Linked DNA regions of Sus scrofa: region 2 is linked to region 1. Evidence: chromatin contacts called from public HiChIP or PLAC-seq data. All regions are on one chromosome and are shown on one strand. Each heading gives the region's core, a stretch centred on a gene start, on an enhancer-like site or on the middle of the called end of the contact. The rest is flanking DNA. Distances are from core to core; before and after follow the strand shown.

Region 1 (5,665 bases), core at 2,281-4,780:
CAAGCAAAGGATTTACATAGTGATAATAATACTGATGATAATAGCAACATGTATTTGCTTATGACGGCCAGACATGCTTCTAGACCCTTTGCAGGTATAAACCCTTTTAAATAAGCACCTATGATAATGCCTGGCATCTCAGTACCCTCCTCAGTTGTAGTCAGTTAGTGACTGGTAAAATCAGCCCATTAACCCAGGCAATAGCTAGATGTTCAGAAGATTTTTTTTTTTTTTTTTGTCTTTTGTCTTTTGTTGTTGTTGCTGTTGCTATTTCTTGGGCCGCTCCCACGGCATATGAAGGTTCCCAGGCTAGGGGTTGAATCGGAGCTGTGGCTGTCAGCCTACACCACAGCAGTGCAGTTTAGGCTAGTTTTAAAGCTTATTTGTAATGGTAAATGTGTAAGAATGGACAAGAAGTTTTTGAAAAAGAGCGATTGCCTTGCAAGATATCAGCATATTACAAAGTGATTATAAATCAAAATATCTGATTCTCAGTGGAAAAATAAATAGCTCAATATGTCATACAGAGATTATTCAGAAATATGTATGGTAAAAAAATAATGATATAGAGAGAATTTTAAGCCAGTGGGGAAAGGACAGATTATCCATTGATGAATAAACAGTATGGAGTCATTTGGTTACCCATTCAAAAATCAATAAAGTTAGGAGTCCCTGTTGTGGCTCAGTGGGTTAAGAACCTTGACATAGTGTCCATGAGAATGTGGGTTTGATCCCTGGCCTTGCTCAGTGGGTTAGGATCTGGCACTGCTATGATCTGTGATGTAGGTCCTACATTGCTCTGTTGTTGTGGCTGTGGTGTAGGCCAGTGGCTGTAGCTCAACCCCTAGCTCAGGAATGTCCATATACCACAGGTGCAGCCCTTAAAAAAAAATAAGGTTAGATCCCTACCTCACACCATACATTAAAGAAAATTTTGATCGATAAATCTGGGCTTCCTAATCAGTGTCTCTGCACACTGTAGAGTATAAGTGTGTTACAAGGCCCTTGAGTTATTGATCCCCTCAACAGTGAGGGCAGCTGGGCACAACTGATATCGTCAGCATCCCTAGGTGTGTTGCTGTCTTTTATCATCATTCATGAGCACGATTACTCATGTATCCTAGTTTTCTGTAAAGAGAGATTATAATTTTTTTTTGTTGTTTTTTGTTTGTTTGTTTGTTTGTTTTGCTTTTTAGGGCCACACCCACAGCCTATGGAATTTTCCAGCCTAGGGTCAAATTGGAGCTGCAGCTGCTAGCCTATGTCACAGCCACAGTGATGCAGGATCCAAGCCACATCTGTGACCTACACCACAGTTCACGGCAACTCTGGATCCTTAACCCACTGGGTGAGGCCAAGGATTGAACTTGCATCCTCGTGGGGACTAATCGGATTCTTAACCCACTGAGTGACAATGGAAACTCCAAGATTAGAATTTTCTCTGTGTTGAAATAGTGCCCTTTCCCAACAGCCAGGGTGCAGAAGCTCATGCTCCACAGGACAGGGCCTAAAGTACGAAGAAGGTCTGCCACGGTAGTGCAGAAAAAAAGGCCTTGGCCTAATAATCAAGGTTTCCAGCCTTGTCTGTTGGTGCTTAAAGCAAGATCGTAAAGCAAGTAACTTTTCCACATCACAGAATGAAGCTCTAAAATATTTCTAAGAGTACAAAAATCACAAAGAAAAATTTTCAATCCTGCACCCAGTAATAAAACTACCAGGCAGACAAAGAAACAGGAAAATATACCCTCTAAAGAGAAGGGAAAAAAATCAATTAATCAAAACTGATCCAGAAAGGGCATAGATGGCAGAATTAATAGCCAAGGATATTAAATATATTATTAAGTTGCATTCTATGAATTTAACAGGCTGGAAGAAATATTGAACATATTCAGTGTAAACATGGAAAATTTTTCAAAGAAAGCAAATTAAACTTCTAGAGGTGAAGATGACAACATCTGAGATAAACAATACACTGATGGGGTTAAGTGCAGAAGGAAAGCTTTGTAAACCTGAGGATGTAGAAATAGAAACCACCCAAGGAGTTCCCTGGTGGCTCAGTGGGTTAAGGATCTGGTATTGTCCCTGCTGTGGCTCGGGTTCCATCGCTGGCCTGGGAACTTCCACATGACACAAACAAGGCCAACAAACCAACCAACATCCAAGATAAAATCCTGAAAGAAAGATGAGAAAAAAAGTAATAGGACATCAATGGGCTATGGAATAAGTAAATGTCCAAATATATTTACACTTGGAATTCCCAAAGGAAAGAAGGAGATGGAGAAAATATTTAAAGGAATAATGACCCCAATTCCCCAAATATGATGAAAACTTTGATTCACAGATCCAATAAGCTCAAGGAATCCCATGCCCAAGAAAAAAATAACACAAGATGTATCATAATCAAATTTCTTAGAAACGGCAATAAACATCTTTTTTTTTTTTGTCTTTTGTCTTTTTAGGGCTGCACCATGGCCTATGGAGGTTCCCAGGCTAGGGGTCTAATTGGAGCTGCAGCTGCCCGCTTACACCACAGCCACAGCAGCTCGGGATCCGAGCCATGTCTACGACCTACACCACAGCTCATGGCAACGCTGGATCCTTAGCCCACTGAGCGAGGCAGGGGATTGAACCCGCAACCTCATAGTTCCTGGTCGGATTTGTTTCCACTGTGCCATGACGGGAACTCTGAGAAAATCTTAAACACAGGAAAATCCATGCATATACACATACTCAAACTTTGTAGGATAATTTCAGCTCATTCACTTACCTCAGGGTATCAACTCCCAAATTTAGACCAGGAAGGTAAAGTCATGAGGTCAAGGTCACGGTGAGGGAAAGGTAGCATCATACTGTAAGCCTTTGGTTTATGGTTTATGGTTACTGCTGTCCCTAAAATTCCCTTTGTGCTGAGACCCAGGGACCGTATGTTTCCATGCGTTACTCTGGGATTGGTGGGGTCACAGAATGTTTTATTTTTCTCTTTTTTGGGCCACAGGTGCGGCATAGGGAAGTTCCCAGGCTAGGGGTCAAATTGGAGCTGTGGCTGCCGGCCTACACCACAACCACAGCCACAGCCATGCAGGATCTGAGCCGCATCTGTGACCAACACCACAGCTCACAGCAATGACAGATCCTTAACCCACTGAGCGAGGCCAGGGATCAAACCTGCATTCTCATGGAGCTTAGTTGAGTTTGTTACCCCCGAGCCGCGATGGGCACTCCCTGGGCTTGCAGTGTGGATGGAGTTCCCTTGTTGGCAATTGTTGAATGTTTTTCTCTTTTGAAAAAGGCTCGGGCCAGTTCCTGGTCTACCTGGAAAACGTGCCTTCTGGGGGAGTTCACCACGATGAAGCAGCCTGGATTCTTGAAATAGTTGACCAGGTGCATCATGAGTGCAAAATGCAGAAGCTTCTTATTCTCATGCCACGCTGGGGTTCTGCCGTTTTAGGACCAAACCCAGCGAGTAGCATCAGCTTTCCTCTTGATGCAGCCCCTGCCACGAACACCAGCCTTGTCATTTCTTCTTGGAGGAAATGCAGTTTGTGGACACTAGAGGTCTCCACCTTGCCATGCGACAAAGGACCCATCAGAGGAAAACCCTAAAAGCACAATTTCCATGGCAACATCCGTGGGTATCTTGTCTCCAGGGGGTTGGAGGGAGGGCAGCCCGGGTGACCGTGGGGGCAGTTTAAAATGGGTGGTTTCTCATTTCTCTGGGGTCGATGTTATCTGTTGATGTTTTGAAATACTGACTGAAATCTGAGTAGGCTTCGCTGGACTTAGATTTTCCGTTTGTTTTTCAAATGTGTATCTTCGGTGGGGCACCCAGAGCTTCTAAAAGCCTGCAGCACTGGAAAAAACAAACAAACAAACAAGAGAACACATGTGGTCATTACTACGGGCACTGGCAGAAAAATTATCTTCCCCTTTGGATTTTAAACGGACTCCCCTCCCCTTACCGATAGCGACATCCCTGTTTTTAAATTAACTGCATGCTGCTGTGAATTTAGAGAATTTATTAAAAATGAAGTCTGGGTTTATTTAAAAGAAGGGGAAAGAGGCAGAATCAGACTCTGAGGATGAAAAATATTTAGATGGTAAAATTGGACATTTGTCTCTTGCTTGAGGATGCTTCAGCCTGAGAGCTGAGAGGCTTAGAAGGCTGCCCGGGGTAAACCCCCGTCGCTGCCTCCTCTCAGAGGTCGGTCTGGGCCCCAGACTGACTTCCTCACGGAGACAGGAAGCGAGCTAAGCCTGGTTCCTTCTTTGCTGCCAGCCTTTTTCTGTCTTCTCTCCCCAGCCCCGCGGGCCCCTAAGTCAGGGGAAGGGAAACTGCCTGCGCCCCCTTACAGGGAGTTTTCAGACGCTCACCCACGCCTGGCACTCAGTTCAGGAGCTGTCAGTACCCCCCTCCATCCAAACTCTGAGGAATCCTCACAAAATCGTAGCGGTTAGAGGGAGACCTGGTGACTGATTCCCTTATAACTGGAGTCTGATGTTTGAAAGCCCTCTGAGGCCTCTGACAACGTTCTCATACATCCTGAGCTTGATTAGTCCCTGGTCCAGGGAACTTCCTACCTCCCAAGGAGCCTGCTTCTTTCTTCTTCTCTTCCTTTCTTCTTTTTCTTTCCTTTTCTTTCTCTCTCTTTTCCTTCCTTCCTTCCTTCCTTCCTTCTTTCTTTCTTTCTCTTTCTTTCTTTCTTTCTTTCTTTCTTTCTTTCCTTTTCTCTGTCATCTATTATCTATGTATCTTTCATCCATCTATTATCTGTCTTTCACCTATCATCTCTTTCTCTCTCCCTCTGTGTGTGTGTGTGTGTGTGTTGGCTGTGTGTATTCAGCGTAATAGGTGCACATAATTTGCAGACTCTAGCTGTTTCTCCTTATGCATCTCGAGTAGATTTGTATGCTGCTCCTTCTTGATTTTAAAAATTTGAGATTATTTTTTGGCTCAAAGATGAGGATGTATTTCACCGACTCCACCATACATGTACCCTTTGCTGCTCGCCACCTGTTCCACTTAGGCTGTAGCTTTCATTTTGATTCATTTTAAATTCGCGTAATTATTGGCAGGGGACTGTTAGTCCCAGTGGGTCTGTGTAATGTATTATGATTACCTTTGCATTTTTGAACATGTTTTTATTTTACCTAGAATTGGTAACCACCTCATTTATTAAAAGCTTGGTTTTCTGTGTCTCTGTCCCTAATTTACCCACAGATGTCAGAACCGTGATCTCTTTTTAATGCACTTAAACTCAGCAGCTACTCCATTTGTGTGTTTGGTTCTTTTCCTTCTTGTAGCCCTCTGTCATCCTGCTGTGGTGTAAGTGGGTTGCTCTCTGGCTCTGTGTTATAGCAGAGCTGTGGTTTAAGCAGGTTGCTGTCAGGGCCTGTGTTATCGCATGGCTGTGTCTCTCTGGGCCTGTATTACAGCAGAGCTGTGGTCTGTGCTGGTTGCTCTCTGGGCCTGTGTTATAACAGAGCTGTGGTCTAAGCTATATTATAGCAGAGCTGTGTCTATAGTGGTCGCTCTGGGCCTGTGTCACAGCAGAGCTGTGTCTCAAGTTCTTTCATAGTGAGTCTGGGGATTCCTCTTCCTTCACGTCCTGTTCTGCTGGGTCCTCTGTTTCCCACTTCCTCTCTCTTTGTCTTCCTTGCTCAAGTT
Region 2 (5,665 bases), core at 1,919-4,418, 260 kb before region 1:
GCCTCGTGTGGGTAGGCCAGGGCCGACGAGAGCCGCTGGGATGGAGGCTGCCAGCCTGGGGCCAGGCCCGCTTCTGTAGGCTGGGCCCTGTCCGCCACTGGCTTCTCTGATTTCCCGAAGGCTACTACCTCTTTCTCAACTAGCAGCCCAGTTTCTAGGTGTGTAGAAGGGAAGCGGGGCTGTCATCGGGCTGGTCCTAGTGGGCCTTGGAGAAAGGGGTGATGATGTGCAGAGAGCCCCCCACCTGGCGGACTTGGGGTCTGCCCAGCCCGCCTGCGAGGGGATACAGGCCAGAGGAGGGCACGATGCCCGAGGGGATGCTCTGTGCTTTTTTAAAGTCTTGACGTGTCACGTCTCCATGTGATCAGAGTCTGACGTTTTTCCAAGAGGTGACCACAGGCATGGTTGTATTCTTGAGTGGTTTTGTTGTTTTCTTTCCATGGATGTACATAACAAGAGAAGCGTGCAGTGTTCGCTAAAAGCAAATGCCAGTGTTGGGGTGGCAGCTCCTCGAGGACCCCTGGGGAACTGGTGCAGGTGTTGGTGGACCGAATCCTGACCTGGGCGGGTTCCTTGCCGTCTTCTGCTCCTGAGCTAGATGTGCAGCCCCGTCAGGTCACCGAACCTCCTCTGGCGTCTGGTCCCTCCTCGGGACGACGGGCAGACAGGCTCCTCAGGGCCCCTCGGACCCTCCCGTTCCTCGACCGGAATCTTTGAGTAAGATTCCAGGACGGAGGCCGGTGCTCACTCTGGCCTTTTCCCTTCCTCAGGACCCTGTTCCCAGTGGCTTTTCCGCAGGAGAAGTTCTGATCCCCTTGGCCGACGAGTATGACCCCATGTTTCCTAACGATTACGAGAAGGTGGTGAAGCGGCAGCGAGAGGAGCGGCAGCGACAGCGGGAGCTGGAGAGACAGAAGGAGATAGAAGAGAGAGAGAAGTAAGGCTCCGTGTGGACGTGGGTGTTCTTTGTTCGAAATACCGTGACCCATCTGAGCAGGCAGCGGGAGGGCGGGGGCTGGCTGTGTACATCCCGGCGTGAAGACAGAATCGGAGCCACTTTCAGGCACAGATGCAGGATCATTTGGGTGTGTTCTTAAAACAGTAACTTAGGGAGTTCCCGTCGTGGCGCAGTGGTTAACAAATCCGACTAGGAACCATGAGGTCGCGGGTTCGATCCCTGCCCTTGCTCAGGGGGTTTAAAGCTCTGGTGTTGCCGTGAGCTGTGTTGTAGGTCACAGATGAGGCTCGGATCCCGCATTGCTGTGGCTCTGGCGTAGGCCGGTGGCTACAGCTCCAATTCGACCCCTAGCCTGGGAACCTCCATATGCCGTGGGAGCAGCCCCAAAGAAATAGCAAAAAGACAAAAAAACAAACTAACTTAGAAACTCGCTGTTGAATAATAGTTTTTTGCTTATGCTGTGAGTCTGCTAGAATCCTAACTCTTTAAAATACTAAAAATGTTACTCTTTTACTGATTTTTCTTAACTGTTAGCTCTCTTGGTATGCTTTAAAAGTGAGAGAGGGAAATATCAAAGAAATTTTTTTCTTTTCTCTCTCTCTCTCTTTTTTGTCTTTTTAGGGCATATGGAGGTTCCCAGGCTAGGGGTCCAGTTGTAGTGGTAGCAGCCCTGGCCTACACCACTGCCACAGCAACGCGGGATCCAAACCTCATCTGTGACCTACACCACAGCTCACGGCAACACCGGATCCTTAGCCCACTGATCCTTAACCCAGGGATCGAACCTGCATCCTCATGGATGCCAGTCGGGTTCGTTGAGTGCTGAGCCACACTGGGAACTCCAAGGAAATGTTTTTCCTGCTGCTGTGCTTGTACTTATCAGATTTGCTCCATCTATCTTCTGGATTGTTCTCCTCATACTTTTGCTACTTTGGTCTTCAGCCAGCTCTTGGCACGTGCGCATGCACACGCACACGCACACACACACACACCCCAACCCTTTAGTGTGGGGGGTACGGTCTCGTGACTTCCTTGGGTTTGTGTCTCTAAATTGGCTCCTCTGTGATGAGTGTTGCTTCCTTTGTTGTCACAGGAGGCGTAAGGACAGACATGAGGCCAGTGGCTTTTCACGGCGGCCGGATCCAGATTCGGACGAAGATGAAGACTACGAGCGAGAGAGGAGGAAGCGAAGTAGGATGGGAGCGCGCGGCCGGGGCGCTTTAGCTGCGGGCTCTCCCTCTGGCCTTTCACGTTCGGTTCGATAAGTCGTTGAGTTGGCGCTGACTTGGGGGATCTTCTGCGGATCCCCGCAACCCATGTGAGCGTCGGAGCTCTAACACCCGCCGTGTCTGAGCCACGTCCTTGGTGCCACGGGGTCGCTGGGCCCCGACCCTTCTCGAGCGTGCCCTGTCCAACGCTGGGATTTCCTGGGTTTAGTCGCCCACTGGTTGACGGCGATTTGCTTGAGAATTTCAGATCTGCGCTCTGGGCCGCCCAGCATGGTTCTCAGCACGATTTAGGTTGTGTCCTTTACCCCACACGGCCCGGGGGCGGCTCCACGATTCCTTCTCGCCTGGAAAGGGGAAGCAGTGAGGCCTGCTTCACCAAGTTTAATCCTGGATTCCAGTTCTGAGTCCCTGGGCTTTGGTGAGAGGGGCGGAGCCACGTCCCTCCATCCTTCCTCCTCGGGGGGAGGTGTGACGCAGCAGGCAGCAATGTCACATCCTTGAGACTCTGACTCTGAAGCGCTCTCCCGCCTTTGATCAGCGGAATTTATGTTTTTGCAGGTATGGGCGGCGCTGCCATCGCCCCCCCCACGTCTCTTGTGGAGAAGGACAAAGAGCGTACGTACCTCTCTCTCCCCTCCTTCTGTCCAGACGCGCATCTGCAACCCGCGCATCTGCAGCCCAGTCGGGGGACGTCCTGGCCGCGGCCAGCTGGGCTTCCCGAGGGCAGGGCAGTGGCCGGAACCGTCCCGCTCCAGCCCTCGGCCTGGTCCTCCCTTCCACCCCTTCTGCCTTCGCCAGTTTATGTGCCAGTCTCTGAGGCGTGGGTTCTTCTACAGGGGGATGCCTTTTTGGTTTGTTTCTAAAAACAACTTGTTTTGTTTTCTCCGATATTTCACATTCGGGGTTAGGTTAAAACAGCTCAGTTTAGAATTTTTGTGCCCAGTAATTTACAGGCTGTTAAGCACGTGACCCTCCACAAGGTGGCAGCACTTTCCTGGGTCGGATGTTTTGGTGCCCGGGTTGTGTGCGTTCACTCAGGTCGCCCAAACCGCCTTCTCCCGGTTCTCCCTCTAGAATTCGGGGTTGGAATTGGCCCTGACAGATCATCTGGGCTGGACCCCACGCAGACCTCCCTAGAAAACATCCTCCCTGGTGCTTTCCACCACTGTGGCCCTGTGCGCGTCACGTCTGTTTATAAAGAAGGGAGGTCGGGGAATGTCAGGTGCCTTTTGTGTGGAAACACCCGACGACCATAAAGCCAGCCCAGCTGAAACCTGTCTCAGAGTGCGGCCCCCACATCCGGGTCTCTGGGAAGCTGCCTGTTGAGTCTGCCACCCCCACCTCGGAGACCGTTCGTGCTGCCAGGCTCACGTGGGTGTGAGACTCGCGAGACTGTAGGACAGGTGCACAGGATGTCGTGGGAGCCGCAGGGGTTGATGGCGTCTGCTGGAGCCTGCAGAAGACTCAAGTGCAGCTCAGAACTGTTTTGTAGCGTGTTGATAAACTGGCTTTGTTTTCCTCCAGCAGTGCCCCGAGACTTCCCGTACGAAGAGGACTCCAGACCCCGTTCACAGTCTTCCAAAGCTGCTATCCCTCCCCCGGTGTACGAGGAACAGGACAGACCCAGATCCCCGACCGGCCCGGGCAACTCCTTCCTCGCCAACATGGGGTAACCGTGCAGCTGCAGGGAGGCCTTGGCCCTTTGGGTAGATGAGTGAGTCTGGAGGTGAGGGTGTCCGGGGTGGGGGGCGTGGGGTGTGCGTCACACCGCCTCCCCCAGGAGGAGCAGTGCTCCCGGCACAGGCGGGTGTCCGGCAGGACACGCCTCTGTTCTGTGCGAAACGCGAGGCCTTCTCATGGGAGTTTGAGTGATTTAGACGCTGGACACTGTGTTCTCCAGGTAGGAGCCATTTCCGGTCACTGCTGATACTGAGTTTTGTAACATGAATGAGCAAATAAAGTAGCTCCTGAGAATTAGAGTTAACTTACGCTGTGTCCACAGGGTGGATGAGATCTGTTTTTTTCTTTTCCTTGATAAAATGACCTTTACTTTAAAATCATGGTTCCGAACCTTTGGTCTAAAAGCTCTTAGTCATTCTAATGATAATTAGAAATTTGTTTGCCAGCATATGAAAATAGTTTTAATGTTTATTTTCAGGTGGGGCTTTGGGATTTTTTTTTTTAAGCCTCACTGGATTTGGCATGCATTTTGGTTCAGAGGGTGTTTTATGTTTAGTCTGTTTCTCTCGTGCTGTGCGGGGCTATGAAATGAAGCAGTGTTGCATTGCACTGAGGCCTTTGTCCTGTGTTCTCTGGAAGGACACTGCCTATGGCACAAGTGCTGGACTGTTGTCGTCACACGCTGTGTGCGTGGGCACGGTGCTTAGTGCCCTCGTCCACGGGCCAGTCAGAATTGCAGAGATGCCTGGGGTTTGCACCCTGCCAGAGGATTTGAGTCTCTCTCTCTCTCTCTCTTTTTTTTTTTTTTTTTTTAAGGGCCGCACCCGCGGTTTATGGAGGGTCCCAGGTTAGGGGTCAAATGGGAGCTACAGCTGCTGGCCTACGCCACAGCCACAACAATGCTGGATCCTTAACTGGCTGAGCAAGGCTAGGGATTGAACCCGCGTCCTCATGGATGCTGGTCAGATTCATTTCCGCCGAGCCACGATGAGAACTCCTAGACGTGGTAGATCTTCATCCGTAAGGAAGGTGCAGTGTAGGACAGTCCAGCAGTTTTCGGTCTTTCCAGCCCTAGGACAGCTTGTTCAGATGAAATGTTTGAGGAAATTACATACGTGAAATGCTGTAGGTACAGTGGCGGGTTGAAGCAGGGCTCTGTGCTTCAAGCCCTCAGGAGTAGTGGTCTCTGGGGGCACCCGTGAGACCCCTGAGGCCCCTCGCGGTGCAGGGGGAAAAGACTGGACAGGGCAGTGGACGGGAGTTCAGAGTGGCGGGCCCCTGTCGGTTTCCCCGTGGACGTTGTCGGGGGTCTTGCTGGGCTCATCGCCCCTTGGGTCCCGGTTTCTTTACTTCCATGTATTTAAATAGATGGTCGCTAGTGTCTTCTCACTGATGAAGTCGGTTGTTTGGAAAGTTGCAGTCATCTTCGCTCTCTGAACCATACGTAATTTTTGATGGGCTCCCTTTTAAACGACCTGGTCAGGAGCCCCGTAGCTGGGCCGAGTGGGGCACCAGGACGTCCAGTGTCCTCTCACAGGCCTTGGGATCTCCCTGGGGACCAGCGTTTCCCTCACCTCGGAGGCGGGGCGCCCCATTTCAGTGTCGGCGGCTTCGCTTTGTCCTGAACCTCCCACGGCTTCCCGGCTAATGGCTCCTTGAGAATGACATGTGACCTCATCGAAACCCTCGTGGGATGCATGCTCTCTCTTTCCTCAAGGGGGTGCTTGTGATGTAAGCCGAGATGCCAGGTCTCTCTCTCTGTCCTCGCAGTGGCACCGTAGCACATAAAATCATGCAG

The links. HiChIP or PLAC-seq counts read pairs in DNA pulled down with a chosen protein or histone mark.
Region 2: an H3K27ac HiChIP or PLAC-seq map of alveolar macrophages shows a contact between it and region 1. The contact joins two enhancer-like sites. A contact is called at or near these places in 1 of 5 promoter capture datasets (liver) and 1 of 2 datasets of contacts at active chromatin or transcription factors (alveolar macrophages).

What each region holds. Positions count from the first base shown.
Region 1 is chr10:64,626,711-64,632,375 of Sscrofa11.1, reverse strand. No RefSeq gene overlaps it. Among named protein-coding and RNA genes, the nearest start is that of PRKCQ, 190 kb to the right of the region's middle. Within about 2 kb of position 3,530, at least 21 of the 83 cell types and tissues checked have an H3K27ac peak or open chromatin away from gene starts, as enhancers often do. A contact at or near this core is called in alveolar macrophages, where this site is marked.
Region 2 is chr10:64,890,709-64,896,373 of Sscrofa11.1, reverse strand. It overlaps RBM17 (splicing factor 45), which reads left to right. Exons shown (of 12, transcript XM_003130822.6): 4 at 771-937; 5 at 2,052-2,149; 6 at 2,746-2,802; 7 at 3,715-3,856; 8 at 5,638-5,665. Among named protein-coding and RNA genes, the nearest start is that of RBM17, 15 kb to the left of the region's middle. Within about 2 kb of position 3,168, at least 7 of the 83 cell types and tissues checked have an H3K27ac peak or open chromatin away from gene starts, as enhancers often do. A contact at or near this core is called in alveolar macrophages, where this site is marked.